5 separate regions of the Mus musculus genome follow, and all the other regions are linked to region 4. The links are chromatin contacts, called in public promoter capture Hi-C maps. All regions are on one chromosome and are shown on one strand. Each heading gives the region's core, a stretch centred on a gene start, on an enhancer-like site or on the middle of the called end of the contact. The rest is flanking DNA. Distances are from core to core; before and after follow the strand shown.

Evidence for each region. Promoter capture Hi-C pulls out the DNA fragments that hold promoters and counts their contacts.
Region 1: a promoter capture Hi-C map of liver shows a contact between it and region 4, with 6 times the contacts expected there. The contact joins the promoter of Mterf4 here to the promoter of Per2 in region 4. A contact is called at or near these places in 4 of 39 promoter capture datasets (liver, neutrophils and pre-B cells).
Region 2: a contact with region 4 is called in a promoter capture Hi-C map of embryonic stem cells, with 5 times the contacts expected there. The contact joins the promoter of Gpc1 here to the promoter of Per2 in region 4. A contact is called at or near these places in 4 of 39 promoter capture datasets (the 3T3-L1 cell line, embryonic stem cells, hippocampal neurons and 1 more) and 2 of 115 datasets of contacts at active chromatin or transcription factors (embryonic forebrain and embryonic stem cells).
Region 3: a promoter capture Hi-C map of pre-B cells shows a contact between it and region 4, with 6 times the contacts expected there. The contact joins the promoter of 9430060I03Rik here to the promoter of Per2 in region 4.
Region 5: a contact with region 4 is called in a promoter capture Hi-C map of pre-B cells, with 6 times the contacts expected there. The contact joins the promoter of Otos here to the promoter of Per2 in region 4. A contact is called at or near these places in 14 of 39 promoter capture datasets (the 3T3-L1 cell line, the C10 cell line, the HPC-7 cell line and 8 more), 2 of 484 Hi-C or Micro-C datasets (CD4 T cells and CD8 T cells), 6 of 115 datasets of contacts at active chromatin or transcription factors (embryonic forebrain, embryonic hindbrain, extraembryonic endoderm stem cells and 3 more) and 3 of 9 other capture datasets (adipose tissue, embryonic stem cells and liver).

Annotation. Positions count from the first base shown.
Region 1 is chr1:93,304,548-93,307,256 of GRCm38.p6, forward strand. Mterf4 (mitochondrial transcription termination factor 4) reads right to left here and starts at 1,332. Exons shown (of 4, transcript NM_178051.4): 1 at 1,278-1,332; 2 at 61-559. The coding sequence starts at 1,298. Gm28535 (predicted gene 28535) reads left to right here and starts at 1,417. Exons shown (of 3, transcript NR_151531.1): 1 at 1,417-1,560; 2 at 1,996-2,077. It also overlaps the pseudogene Gm7867.
Region 2 is chr1:92,830,188-92,832,913 of GRCm38.p6, forward strand. Gpc1 (glypican 1) reads left to right here and starts at 1,458. Exons shown (of 9, transcript NM_016696.5): 1 at 1,458-1,910. The coding sequence starts at 1,745. Gm29481 (a long non-coding RNA gene) reads right to left here. Exons shown (of 3, transcript XR_003947946.1): 1 at 2,508-2,726.
Region 3 is chr1:92,949,212-92,951,911 of GRCm38.p6, forward strand. 9430060I03Rik (RIKEN cDNA 9430060I03 gene) reads right to left here and starts at 1,379. Exons shown (of 2, transcript NR_015525.1): 1 at 1,269-1,379. It also overlaps a transcript of Gpr35 not described here.
Region 4 is chr1:91,457,881-91,460,580 of GRCm38.p6, forward strand. It overlaps Per2 (period circadian clock 2), which reads right to left and starts at 1,448. Exons shown (of 23, transcript NM_011066.3): 1 at 1,293-1,448.
Region 5 is chr1:92,647,503-92,650,202 of GRCm38.p6, forward strand. It overlaps Otos (otospiralin), which reads right to left and starts at 1,339. Exons shown (of 5, transcript NM_153114.2): 1 at 1,249-1,339.

The DNA.
Region 1 (2,709 bases), core at 82-2,581, 1.8 Mb after region 4:
GTAAGCTATTTTCTCCCTAACTGACTCCTCTCCCTCTATAAAGTCTGCTGCATCTTATACCTTCTCCAAGGCCAAGCTTCCGAAGGTAACTGGAACGCCTCTTCATCTGCATGCTAGACAGTTTCAGCAACTGGGGATTTTTCTTCAAGGCATTAAATACAGGCTCTGGGTTCAACCCCAAGAGTAGGAGTTCTGAAACTATACCCAGCAACTGTTGAGGATGGACACTTGGCTGTATACTAAACAAGCTGTGAATGTGGGCTTCAGCAAAACCCATGTCCTGGAGGGAACGGATGACCTTTTCAGGCTCCAAGGACTCAGGATCCACACAAGGCTTCTGTTCCTCATGAAGACACTGAACAAGTCGTGTCCTGTTTTCTGGTTCCTGCATGTACTTTTGGGGTGTAATGCTGGAAAACTCTTGAAAGCTTCCTCTACCGGGCACTGTAGTCAGTTTGCAAGACAAAGAAGGGCTCATCTGTTTCTGTTCTCTGAGATGAGGGGTCTGCCTAACCAAACAGGCCCAGGAGAGGGCCAGTAGACGATGCCACTCAGGAACCTGTAAGGCAGAGCAAAAACAGAATCAGTCCCACCTCAGAATAATGACCACCACAAGATTACTGAGCCAGTAACCTTGAACCTCAGCTTGACCCTTGGCCCACAAAAGCTAACAGTTTTTGTAAACAATCTGTAAAATCTTCTCTGGGTCTAAAAAGTCTCCAAAGAATAAAAGTAGCATGCAAACGACCGCACTTACTGAAGATATTGAAGCATAAGCAATATCTACATACTGAAGATACAGGGCACGAGCAATAGTATTTGGTTGAAAATTCTGAACCTCAGACTAGCCACCAGACAGGTACACTACCTAATTTCATTCCAACAAAGGATAGTTTTGTTTTGTTTTTCAAGGATCCCTTCCATTAAAAGAAGAATATTTGGGGGAAGGAATCTGTCGATTTGTACACAGTAGCCCCAGGTGTTGGGACTAGCACATAACAAATTAAGCACAGAGCATCCGGTGCCCGCCAGAATGGTCTCAAACACCCCGCTCTTGCCGCTGGTGGTGGTCCAGGCCTCCCTAGCCATTAGGCAGCACACAGCCGAAACTCCGGAGAAGCCAGAAGCTATTCTGAGGGCCACACTGTCTGTGCACACGCCACCCGGGAGCGCTACTGCCACAAGGTGCCCAGACCGGAACACCAAGAACCAGCGTCAGCGCCTCCTGAACGTCCCGCCAACAGCCGCTGTGAGCCCGGGACCTAGGGCAACCTCACCTGCCTTCCCAGCGAAGCCATGGAGACCAAGCGAAGAACAACTGTGAGACCGGAAGAGGCGGTCCTTCCTGGCTCACAACGTCCGGCCTCCGATCTGTGTCCGCCGAACTCCCGGGGTGTGGCGTTCTTTCGTTCCGCAGCCAAGCCCTTGATCCCAGATGCTCGTGCCCAGCACCTGCAGCTTGCAGGTGCAGCTCCCTTTAGTTGGGCATACTCGGTTGCATGGTCTCTGCCAGGAACAAGCAACACTACCTGGGTTTTAAAACTGCTCTTCAGAGTACAGGTGAAACCAAACTACCCCGAAGCGCACACCGTCGTTTTCTGTTGTGAAACTACTTTTACTGGGGCCGGGGGAGGAGGGGAGAATATGACAAAAAACAATCACCTGTGTTAAAGATAGTACAAGGCCAAATAAGATAACGCTGTGATTGTGGAATTAGGATCCTGCAGACCAAAACCAAATTATCATGGATTATTCTTAGCCTTTTTGAAATCCATTCATCGTCCACCTGTCTAACTTAACAGCTTTGTGACAATGAATACCTTTAAAATATATTCCTAGACCAACAATGGTTTTCACCAATCCAAAAGCCAATAGCATCACTAAATAATATCTAAAACTGAGTTAAGTGTTTTCCTAGTTTTGCCTTATCCTTCCTATCTGTGGTCCCCACCAATGTGTCTGGTAAATGCCTTGATTTATGGCTTTATTCTCTAGCTAGTAATATCTCACCTAACTTCATCCATGGTGGAGAATCTTTTGGAAAAACCAAATTTGTGTTCCTGGGCTCATCTTTGAGGTAAGTAGGTTTGTTTGTTTGTTTGTTTGTTTGTTTTTTAACTTTATCTGCATTTATTTTATGCTGAATTTATTCACGTGCCATGAGTTTTTGTTTCTTGTTTCTTCTGGGATATCCTTTTCTTCTGTGCAACCTCCTCTTCTGGCTTTAGAATGATCTGTTCCCTCTCAGTGAGGATCATCTCAATGTGGCAGGGGGAGCTCATGTATGGGTTAATCCGGCCATGAGCTCTGTAGGTTCGTCGGCGCATCTTAGGTGCCTTGTTCACCTGGATGTGTTCAATGACAAGAGAATCTAAATCTAAGCCCTTAAGTTCAGCGTTACTCTCTGCATTTTTAAGCATGTGCAGCAAAAATTCAGCACTCTTTTTTGACCACCGACCAGCCGCATTGTTTGGCCTGGGCGCACCTACTGACTCCACCATTATAACACCGGAATGGCACACATTGCTTCTTTAAAGTGATGTCCTTCAGATACTTGGTGGCTTTGCAGATATGCATACCCTTGATGGCCTGGGCAGATTCCCGGGTGTTCTTAAAGTGAACACGAAGGTTTGAACCTCTTGATTTGCATGATTTTGGGGGGTTTTTCTGGGTCAAGAGAGTAGCGAAACATCTTGGCAGATGACCTCT
Region 2 (2,726 bases), core at 208-2,707, 1.4 Mb after region 4:
GGAGCACAGAAAGCAAGTAGGAGCCCTGGCCATTGCAAGTCCTCTATTAAAAGTGACAGGGATCCAAGCTGTCCTGGCCAGGACATGCAGTGGACAGGGGTCCGTGAGTCAGGAGCAGTGTTACAGTAGAGGGATGTGAGGATATCTGCTCCGATAGATTGGTTTTCCATTGTTACTCTCAAGCAATGACTGCAGAGATTAATTGGATCACTTTCCTAGGAGTTAGGACAGGAAACCCACCCCCTAAGGTGGACAGAACCCCTGACGGGAGGACATCCTGAGGCATGGGTGATTGGGGGTTTTGCCACAAACCTGCAAAGCCCTGATTCAGCTGAATCCAAGAGCGCTGCACTCTATTGACACATAGTGGTAATCTATGACTCTCAACCATAAACCACATCTCGCTTTCTTCCCATTCCCAGATTAGGTATCTAGATTCAGTCTAACCTCAGCTATGATGGCCTCTTCATAGGATAAAGGGAACAGCAGGAGGGATAGTGCTGCCCGGCAGCAGCTAAGCAAGAAACTCCAGACCCAGCACCATCACCAGCTCCCAGGTAGGTCCCAGGTAGGGTCCCTTCTCCCCACAATCATCCCTGCAGCTGCGTGACAGTTGGTGGTCTGCCACACCTGGCCTGGAGTTGAGCTGCCCAACATTAACTCCTCGCTCTATTCCTTTTGCCAGAGGTCACCTACCACGCTGCACCCAAGCCTACAGACCTGCCTCTGCCCCATTGCTCTAGCACCTAAATAGTCACGAAGAGGGACCGTAACAGTCGCTGGCAATCTGCATCAACTGAAGTCATCTGAGCTGATGAAGGCTAGTTTTTTTTTTTTTTTTTTTGGCCAGTTTTCAGCCCCCTCATCCTCCTCCAAAACACGTCAGACGAGAACTGGAGCCGCTCAGGGGCGGCTAGAAAGGGCGTATGGATGTAGGAGTTGTTGCTGGGGGGTGGGGGGCAGCAGGTGAGTAGGGAAGTGACCGGACCAGGACTGAGTAGTAGAAGCGCTAAGAGAGCAAGCCGGTAAGGTGAAGGATGGAAAGGAGCAAAGAGATGCCGAATTCGGCTGGGGGCGGGGAAGCTCCTGATTGGCCAGCGGAGGACGTGATGTCACGTCCGGCGAGGGAAGCCCTGCCTCAGCTGCCCCCCCCCCCCGCCCTGCCCCCGCCCCCACAGGTGGTGCCGCCGCCCTGGGTGCTGGGCTGGGGGGGACACCTTAGGGGACCCCGGACTCGGCCTTTGCACTCCAGGCTCTCCCCGCCGCCTCCCATCTCACCCAGGCAACGGAGCACATCGCCTGGGCTGAGAGAACATTCCCTCCTCTCCCTCCGGAGAGCGAAGGGGCGCCCGGTGCGCCCCGATCGTGCCCCGCCTCGCCCCGCCCCGCCCCGCCCGGGCGCTCCCCTCTTCCCGCCCGCGCTCCCCGCCCCTCCCTGCCCCTCTCCGCGGCCGCCGTGGGGCCGGGCGGGCGGCGGGGGAGGCGCCGAGCCGGGGCTGCGCGTTCGCCCGCCGCGCTCTAGGCGGCCCGACTGAGCGGCCGGACCTCGCGCCTCGCGCCTAGCTCCCCGCGCCGCAGCCGCAGCCGGCTTTTGTTGTCTCCGCCTCCTCGACTGCCACCGCCTCTGGACCACGAGCGTCGCGCGCTGGGACCTTGGCTCTGCCCTTCGCGCACACTGGGCTGAGCGGGCCGGCCGGGACCGAGGGAGGCGCGCACCGGCGGCCAGGGAGCCTCGGGCCCCGCCATGGAACTCCGGACCCGAGGCTGGTGGCTGCTGTGCGCGGCCGCCGCGCTGGTCGTCTGCGCCCGCGGGGACCCCGCCAGCAAGAGCCGGAGCTGCAGCGAAGTCCGCCAGATCTACGGGGCTAAGGGCTTTAGCCTGAGCGATGTGCCTCAGGCAGAGATCTCGGGTGAGTAAGGGCGCTGCGTCCGGGGGCACCGGACCCTAGCACTCGGGAGGTCTGATCTGGGCCCCTACCCGCGCCGCAGCTAGCCCCGGGCGCCAGAACCCGCCGCCTGGACTTGGAGTGGCCTCCTGCTCCTCAACTGGTCTATACCCCACGGCCCTCGCCCCCGAGCTCCGATCCGCTCTGTTGCTGCCCAGTTCCCAGCCACTACGCTCTAGAGTCCCTTCCCCATAGCAATCTGCGCTCCCTTTGGGTTAGGGTTGTTGCTGGGCGTCTTTGGTCCCCGGCTTGGCCCACTGTGCTGGCGGGGCAGCAATCCCAGCTCCGGGACAGCGTGCCTGCCGCCCTTGCGGCGAAGCAAGCGGTAGCTCTGGGACGGTCTATTGGGTCGCATATCCCGGTTGCAGTGGGCTAGGAACTTCTCTATGCGGATCTCTCCCAGAGGCGTCAAGGGTTCTGCTTAGGAATTTACGCGGATCCACAGCAGGAGCCGCCTAGGTGGGATTTATGGGGGAGATCCTACACTTCAAGCCTGGGTTCTAAGGAAATGTGAGCCCGCTGCGCGATTCAGGGGACCCCAGGGCTCGAGGGGATTCCTACCTAGGAACTTGTGCCCGCCAGCGCCCCTATCCTAGCACACTCGTGGTCTGACCGGGCGCTCCGGGCCGCCTGGAGCTGCGAGCCCAGCTGCAGGTGGTCGGCGTCTTGGATCCCGCCCAGGGGCCTTGTCATCTCTTTGTAAGAAGAGCGGCCCTCCTGGCGGCGGCCTCGGCCCTGCAGCTGCTGAGAGCAGCCCTTCCCCTCCCTTCCCTTCCCTGC
Region 3 (2,700 bases), core at 129-2,628, 1.5 Mb after region 4:
GTCCCACAGCAGCCCTTCCCAGGGGTCCACTAGACTAACATTTTATTATTGGCTGTCCCTTCCCCTCTCAACAGTGTCTGTTTTGGTAGTAGCTCCAGTAACATCTTAGGAAGTCTCTGAGGAAGGCTACTCTACCTTACAGCTTACAGGAAAGATCCTTAAAATGCCTGTCCCCCTCAGGCTGCCCAAGGAACATATCTAAGCCTCTATGAAGTGGGCTTTTCCCAGCTGACAGAGGTGTTAGAGATCTGCTGAGGGCTTGGAGGCAGCAGGAGCCCCACACCCTTGCCCGGAATTCCACAACACCGTGCATCTTCACAAGTGTCACCACATGCTTGTCTTGGCTCTCGGAAGAGGCCTTTTGAGGGCTGCCATAGTACTGAACTATTGCTCTTTGATGTGCATCACCCCCAATGACCTCCAGGAGGCGCAGTTAAGCTGTGGGTCACTCTTTAAGATCATGGGGACATTTCAACTAGACCCTGCCTTCCACGGTCTGAGGAGTTCCAGGTGCCTAGCTGAGGCAGGGATGAAGAATAGGCACCAGGCTGTTGCTTCTCAGGGCAGCCCTGGTTTTGAAGAGTGAGCATAGACCACTGTGGACACCGAGAATGTCAAGGGCTTCCAAGGAGTGGCACTCCAAAGCTCTGGGTACCACCAAGATCTGAAAGTCTGCCTTCCCTTACTAGGCACCTTGGGAAGGTGTTTAGGACACAGGTGGGGACTCTATGAGGGGTTTTAGTGCTTGTGATGTTAGGGTTAAGAGCTCACTGCCCTTGGTATGCCAAGCCCTGTAGTGGCAGTTCCTACTGTCACCTGGCCTGTAGTGGCAGTTCCCACTGTCACCTTGCCTGCAGGACTAGCTTAACTAGGGTGGGAGCAGGCATTAGGGCTTGGCAGGATCTTGGTTGTCAACCTGACAGGAACTTGAGCCACCCAGGAACACCAAGAGTGTCTGTTTTGAGAAGGATAACCGAACTAAGCAAAACCATGCTGAGTGTGGGGAGCACCATCTGGGCTGGGGTCCCAGATGAATAAAAAGACACAAAGCAGAATACCAGAAGTTGCCTCTGCTTCCTGACTGCGGGTGCCCTATGGCCAGCTGCCTTGTGTTCCTGCTGCCTACTTCCCACCACAATGGACTGCGTTACTTTTCGTGAACCAAAATAAACCCATCTAGTTGTTTTAAATCAGGTATTTTGTCATAGCAATGAGAAAAGTAACTTATACAGAATCTTTATAGAAGGGACCTTAGAGGGTCCCCTTACCTCTTCCACCATGAGGCTGCAGCAAGATGACCAGGCATGAACCAACCTCTGGAGCTCCAAGACCTTGGTTTTGGACTTGTAGCCCCCAGAAGTATCAGGTGAGTGTCTGTTGTTTATAAGCCATTTAATATATGAAGCAACCCAGATGGGAACTCCAGGTTCCTGGGAAGAGCTGAGGCTCCTCAACAGAACTCCTCTTCCACGTCCAGAGCGGCAACGTGCCTGCTGAGCAAACTATCTTTGGTGGCAGGGAAGGGCTGAAGGTGGACCCGGCAGATCCAGAAGGGCAGGTTGGGTGTGTTTGTGTGAGAATGTCTCCTTCCTAGGAGACTTTGGCCCCTCTACTAGCCCAGCCCCTTCCCAGCACTATTTCCTGTTCCAGGGTAGTGGGTAAAAGCTTCCCTAGGCTGTGTGCTGCCCAGTCTTGGCTGCCCTTCTCTGACCTTTCTCACCTCTCCTTCCTCCTGAGCTCAGTCGATTTGGAAGGTCCAGAGCCTCTAGGGTGAGTATGGAGTCCTGGTCTTGAGAGCACATGGTCATGGAAGGGCAGCATGGGATAGGAGGTGAAACAGGGTGGGCTGGGCTGCTGGAACCTTGGCAAGCATCAGGTCAGCCAGTAGCCCCATGCTCTGCTACTGCACTCTCCCGACCCCCTCTTCCCTCCCTCCCTTCCCCTATCTGCTCTTCTTTCTTTCTTCCCCCTCACTCCTCCCACCCATAAGCATGCCTTACTAACCTGCAGAGCTCCCTAGGTATGCCTCCCTGGCTTCTTTTGGTACTTGCCAAATTTAACCCCTTTTAGCCTGGAAGAATCACCTTATTCTTGGAAACACGCTGCAGCCAGCCTCTGGGCCCACCACAAAGCCCCGGGTGGAGCTGCTTTCTCAGAGGGCCTTTTCTGCTTTGGTAGGGCAGGCAGGCTGACCTTGCTGGCCGGGAGCATTTTCTGCACGTCCCCCTGGAAGGGAGCTCAAACTTCACCTGCAGAACTTTTAGTCATCCACTTGGTGCTGAACCCCCAGCTACCCTTTTGTCCTCAAACAGCACCCATATAATGCTGCCTTGAGTCTGGGCCTGTTGGCCCTTTGTCTCAGGGGACACAAGGGTGAGGCTCTGTCAAGAATGTGTGCAGTTCTTCCACCCAGACCACAGCTCAGGCTAGGCTTACTTTCAGCTCCTGGGATACTTGCTCCTTTGCAGCTGGCCAGGAGTTTACCTGCCAGAAAGGCATGCCTAGCTTTGGTGCCTATGGTGAAGGCTTCTGGGCCAGGGACCAGTGGCTGTGCTTTGTGGCTGCCCAGGGTCTGGAAAGGTGTCATGTCAGGACACCTGTGTTTGAACCTATGATTGAATCCTAATTGATCTGGGCTTGTCCCTCACCCTCCAGGACCAGCGAGGATACTGAGCAGGAAGCCTACTCAACTTTCACACC
Region 4 (2,700 bases), core at 198-2,697:
TCCAGCCTCCACACACAGCCTGAGCTGCGCCACTTATGTACCAATGAATCACACCAAGATGACAGTGACAGATAACTGCAGCCACCCACAGTACCATTCCATTCGGGCACACTGTACAGCTACCATTAAAATAAAGGAGTCCCTGGCTTTCTTAGATTCCAACAACGTACACAAAGTGGTGCTTTCCATATCTTAAAACACACACACACACACACACAAAACCGACTTTTTTAAATTAAAGCCTTGAGGCAGACAGACTCTGGTTATCAGACGAATCCGACCTAGACTCCAGAGACTAAGACAGAGTGGACATGCTTCCCTTCAGGTTTGCACCTCTGGTAAGCATGTGGACCAAGGAGGAGAAACAGATCCTGAGACTGCCAGGCCTGGTTTTTACAGTGGTACAGCTTGCCAGCCTGTGGCTGTGCCTCTTCAAGCTAGGGGTTACCCTGGATGATTTCCAGGGAGCCTTCTGGCTCCCTTGTTCCGTATGAATCAGCTTTCCAAACTGGTTCCTTGTGTATACGTTACAGAAACCCTGGCAACCAGGGTTCTTGCAGAAGAAGCAGGCCACCGCCCACCTCTTGGTCCATGTCTGTGCTTGGCAGCCAAGGTATGTCTCAAAGGATGACGATGTGACTGCTCCAGCTTAAGAGTGGACCTCTCCCCCCTCTCCTGACATACTCCCAGTCCATCTGGAGACAGGAAATACTGGCGTGGAGGATGCCACGGAAATCAAAGTGGGTGGACAAAGTGGTCTCCCTGACATAGGGGCGGGGAGGGGCAGGTGTGGCTTGGCACTGGGTATTTCTCTGTTTAACCCCTTTCCCACCGCTGGGAGTCAGTGCCTACCAGTGGTCCTTCCCCCAGGGCCAGACTTGACTCTCTGAACTCATAGCAGGAAGCCAGCTCCTTAGGGGACCCTCTGGACCCATCCTAGGAACAGTTTGCACTGACCCTGGCTTCCTTGGACAGCACCATGGGAGTCGGCGTGCTCAGTCTGGTGTCGTGATCACTCAATGTCTCTGTGTCCTCGGACAAGATGCCTAACTAATCTCTCCGACCTCAGTGCCTAACCTGAGAAATGGGGACAGCAGTGTGAACCTGGAAAAGGGTCACCGCGCAGTTCCATCTACATTCTGCCGAGTTGCAGCCGTTTGCACAGTCGGCAACTCCTGGCTCAGGACCCCAGCTCCAGCTGTCCGAGCCGCCGGTTACGTAAGACGACCACGGCCGTCCAGGTCCGCGCCACCGCCCAGCACCGCGCCACCGCCCAGCGCCGCGCCACTCACCGCTTCGCCGCGTCAACCCGCGCGTCTGTCCCTTGCTCGGCCCGTCACTTGGTGCGCTCGGCCTGCGCCGCAGCCGCCCGGAGCCGCTAGTCCCAGTAGCGCCGCTGCCGCCGCGTCGCCCTCCGCTGTCACATAGTGGAAAACGTGACCGCGCGCGCTGAGCCCGCCCCTGCGCGCGCCATTGGTCGGAGTGCCACCTCATTTGCATACTGGCGGGGCGGAACCTGAGAGCTACGCTCATCAATTGGTGGAGACGCCCGTCGCTCTCTTTACATAAGACGCACATGGAACTCCATGTTCGCCGCCCGGGTTCCTCAATGAAGATGCTGCGCGCTCTTGCGCCCCCCCGCGCCCGGGCGAGTAGGCTCGTCCACTTCCGGCCTGCGGGACTTCCATTCACCTGGCACGGCGGTGGCCCGCTCGTGCAGCCCCGGAGTGGCGCGTACCACTGCGGCGCGGGGGAATGGTGCTTGGCCGCTGCGCAACTCACAGCCGGCAGAGACCAGGGCCACCGGCCTATCACCTGCGACGACGTGACCAGCCTCGGTAATCCGAAGGACCGAGAATGCTCTCTGCTGACACCTTTCGCTCATCCAGCCCAGTTCATTCATTTCCCCTCTCATTCATTCATGGCGAGACGCTTGAGGGCAAATAGGACGGCCCCTCTGGATCTGCTGCTGAGCACCTTCCCAGGACAGGCTGGGTGACCCTAGGACAGGCCCCCCAGGCTGACCGTCATTCCAGATGGGCCAAAGCACAAAACTCCCACTTAGCCTTTCTTGTTTCTGAAACTGCGTGTTGCTAGTTAGTGTTGATTCAGGAAATAAGGTCATAATTGCCGTGCAGAGATACAAAGGAAAGAAGTGATTTCTTCCTGCCCTCAATCACATAGGGAGAGAAGACTGACGTTCTACAGGGAAGCTTAACCAAATGCGGTGGTGTAGTTTATTAACCTTACAGGAACTATGGAAGCGGGGTGTGCATCTGGAACAGCAGGGCTTTTCTGAAGTGGAAGCTACAGACACTAGCTAGTCAGGGGAGGGTACTCCTCCAGTGATAGGACAGCCCTGCCCCTGTGGAACCTTGGTTGAAGCTATTTGGTTCTTTCAAGAGCACTGTCTGGAAGCCTACTAAAGCGTTCAGGCTCCTGTCCAAAGGGTCAAAGGAGGGAGTAGAAGTTTCCTCGGAGCGGGTTTGAGGCTGACAGAGAACAACCTAAAGACTCATGCAAGGTGTGATGGAGAAGGCAAGCTTGTCACGTCTTCCAAGGGTAAAAAGGTCATTTGTCATTGCCAGGGAACTTGAAGCCTAGTAGCATCCACTACTCTGAATCTTCCCCTGGGGTGTCCTAGGAACCAGGAATGGAAAGGAGGCAAACATTAGCAACAGAAGTCTGCTAACAAACTGA
Region 5 (2,700 bases), core at 89-2,588, 1.2 Mb after region 4:
CACAATAAGTAAATGTCATTTTTTTTAATGGTAAATGCCTTCCCCAGGGCCCTTGCATTCCTACATTTGATGGGAATCCCAAAACACTGGATTCCATCCTTTAATAATTGCTAGGATTCCTTCTAAAATTCAATGCTTGAGGGCAGGGAAGAGTTCGAATTCTCAAAAGCTCCCAAAGGTCGGGCCCAGGAACAATACCATATAGGATGGGCAAACTTGAAACCTGCCCAGTGACTGCTCAGAAGCCTGCATGATATCCAGTGCATAATATCCCGCCCCACACAGAAACTCGGAGGGAACCTCCAAGGTCTTAACAGTCTGTCTGCTTGGATTCAAGAGATGCTTAGATGTATAAGGCCACTCTGCTGGACAGAGGCCCCTTGTTATCTCCCGTGGCAGTCAGCTTGAAAAGGACCCTGTGGTAACGAACGCCAGGATTGGGAATGAGTCAGAGGTATCTGGCGCCCCCTGCTGTCCATCCATGGACACCACATCTGACTAATAATTACTCCTTGAGCCTCGCAGATGCCCCTGCCTGTACTCTGAAATGCTAGCGCAACCCAAATTCATTCTCCTAGAAGGCAGAGCCCAGAGTAGCTTACCATCATCCATTGAGCTGTCCCAACATGGACACAGGCAGGTGCTCATAATTTAAAGTCTCAAGGCCACAGTTCATCGTGCCAGTGTGTTTTCCTGCATTCTTCTCTGCCACGGAATGGTCCGCCTGTGTTTTGCACTGTTCATACATCCCCGAGCCCCGCAAAGCCTCGGAAGTGGCTTATAACTGATCCTAGAGTCACTTCCTGTTTCCTGGACCGTGGCCAGCATAAGTACTGGGGTGTAGGGGGTGATGGCTCACAGTCTGCCTTCTCCTCACATCTCCCAGACTGACATCTGCCCTAAGTCCTCCGTCCCAGATGGCAGCATTGCCCTCCCGCTTGTGCCTGCAGAGTACCCGGGTGTCCCAGGGACTGAGCAGTACCTCACTGACAGGGCTGGAGTCTTCTGGCTGGATTCAAACCCAAGGAGAGTGGCGTCATGTGACCACACAGAGCTGGGATTCAGAGGTTCTAGAAGTCATGCTGCCCCTTGTCCCTCTAAACATGCCCTGGTAGACACATTTCCTTTGGGAAGTGCCATCCCTGCTCCTACAAAGGAGGGGGGCGCAGACTTCTAATGTCACCCATGTTTGTCCTCAAACACACACATCCCTATCGGACTTTTAAAGAGCTTAACTAAACATGTTACCTTGGACATGAAAAGGGAGAATTCTGGGAGCGTGTTGAGCTGACTTGGCAAAGCCTGTCAAGGTGGAAGTCCCTCCACGCCACCACAGCTGATGCGGGTGTGGCAGCTTTAACAGGAAATCTAGAAGGGCCTGGGGTGAGACAGCCGGTCCCAGGCTGCTTGGAGAACAGGCTCAGAGCTTGGAGTGGAATGTTTCTGAGATGGCCTCCAGGGGGCGCCATGCTCACAGGCTCCTGTGCAGCTGGCCCACAGGACAGGGTTTGTGTTCTGGAATAATCAAAGTCTCCTTCCATGTCATAAGACTGACCGCATACGGATCTGAAGCTGAAATGTGAAAGCATGTGATCACCTTCTTTTAAAATACCTCGTTCTTTTCCTGAACTGACCATAGACTCTCTGAAAAGGTCCCAGGTCAACCCCGGCGAGTACCCCTTCAGAAACCACGAAGAATTGACCTGGATTGGGATGAGATGGGGTTGGGGGGTCCTAGGGACTCCAGTGTGGCTGAAAGAAATACAGGACGCATGGTTACATTTGAATTTCAAGCGACCAGCTTTTCTAGCGGAAGTTTCATGTCTCAAACATCTCCAGGGATCTGTCCCCCAACCCACCCACCCCCAAATATTCACTTTAGGTGAAACACTCATCTTCCCAACACCATATGCACACACAGGTGTGTACACACTTACAATGTGCACAGACAAGCAGGTGTCTATTGCTGTCATCCCATAGAGTATGGGAAGAGGCGGGCTGCTTTGGAGGCTGAGCCTGGGATCAGAAGGCAGGAGCAAGATAGGTGTGGCGCTACCTGAGGCCACCATCTGGAATCAATACTGCACCCCCAATACGCACAGAGAGCATCTGGGTTCCTGGGGGCTAATGGATCCAGAAACCAGCCCAGGCAGAACTGAAAGATCTTGCTGAGGCCAAGGATCCAGGGATTGCTATAGGCCCTGCCCTGACTGCAGGAAGCTCCACTGGTGGCTTCTCGGTGACATAAAGGGTTAACTGAACCACTGAGCCAGGCATCTCACTGGGAAGTTGCCTGGTTCACCACAGCTGCCTCCCTGAGAGGTGGAGTACATACCCTTCCCAGCAAGGAATATTTAGCTTGTGGTCATTTGCGACCCCCAACAGAAGGATGGGTCTCACATGGCCCATGGTTTTTTGTTTGTTTGTTTGTTTGTTTTTTCTCACAGGATTCTTTGTCATCTGCATTTCTCTGCATCATGGGAAAAGATTCCCAGGAACCCAGGAAGGGCTGGTGTTGACCCTGGGCTGTGAAGGATGTCATCTGAGCTTTTCCCACAAGGGCTTCACCACGTCGGACATGCTGACACAAGCCGAAGGATCTGCCTTGGACTCCAGTCAGGGGACAGGATACCAGAGACACAGGTCAGCAGCAACAGGAGTGACATCAATCCAGTGCCATACAGGCCCATTTACTTAGAA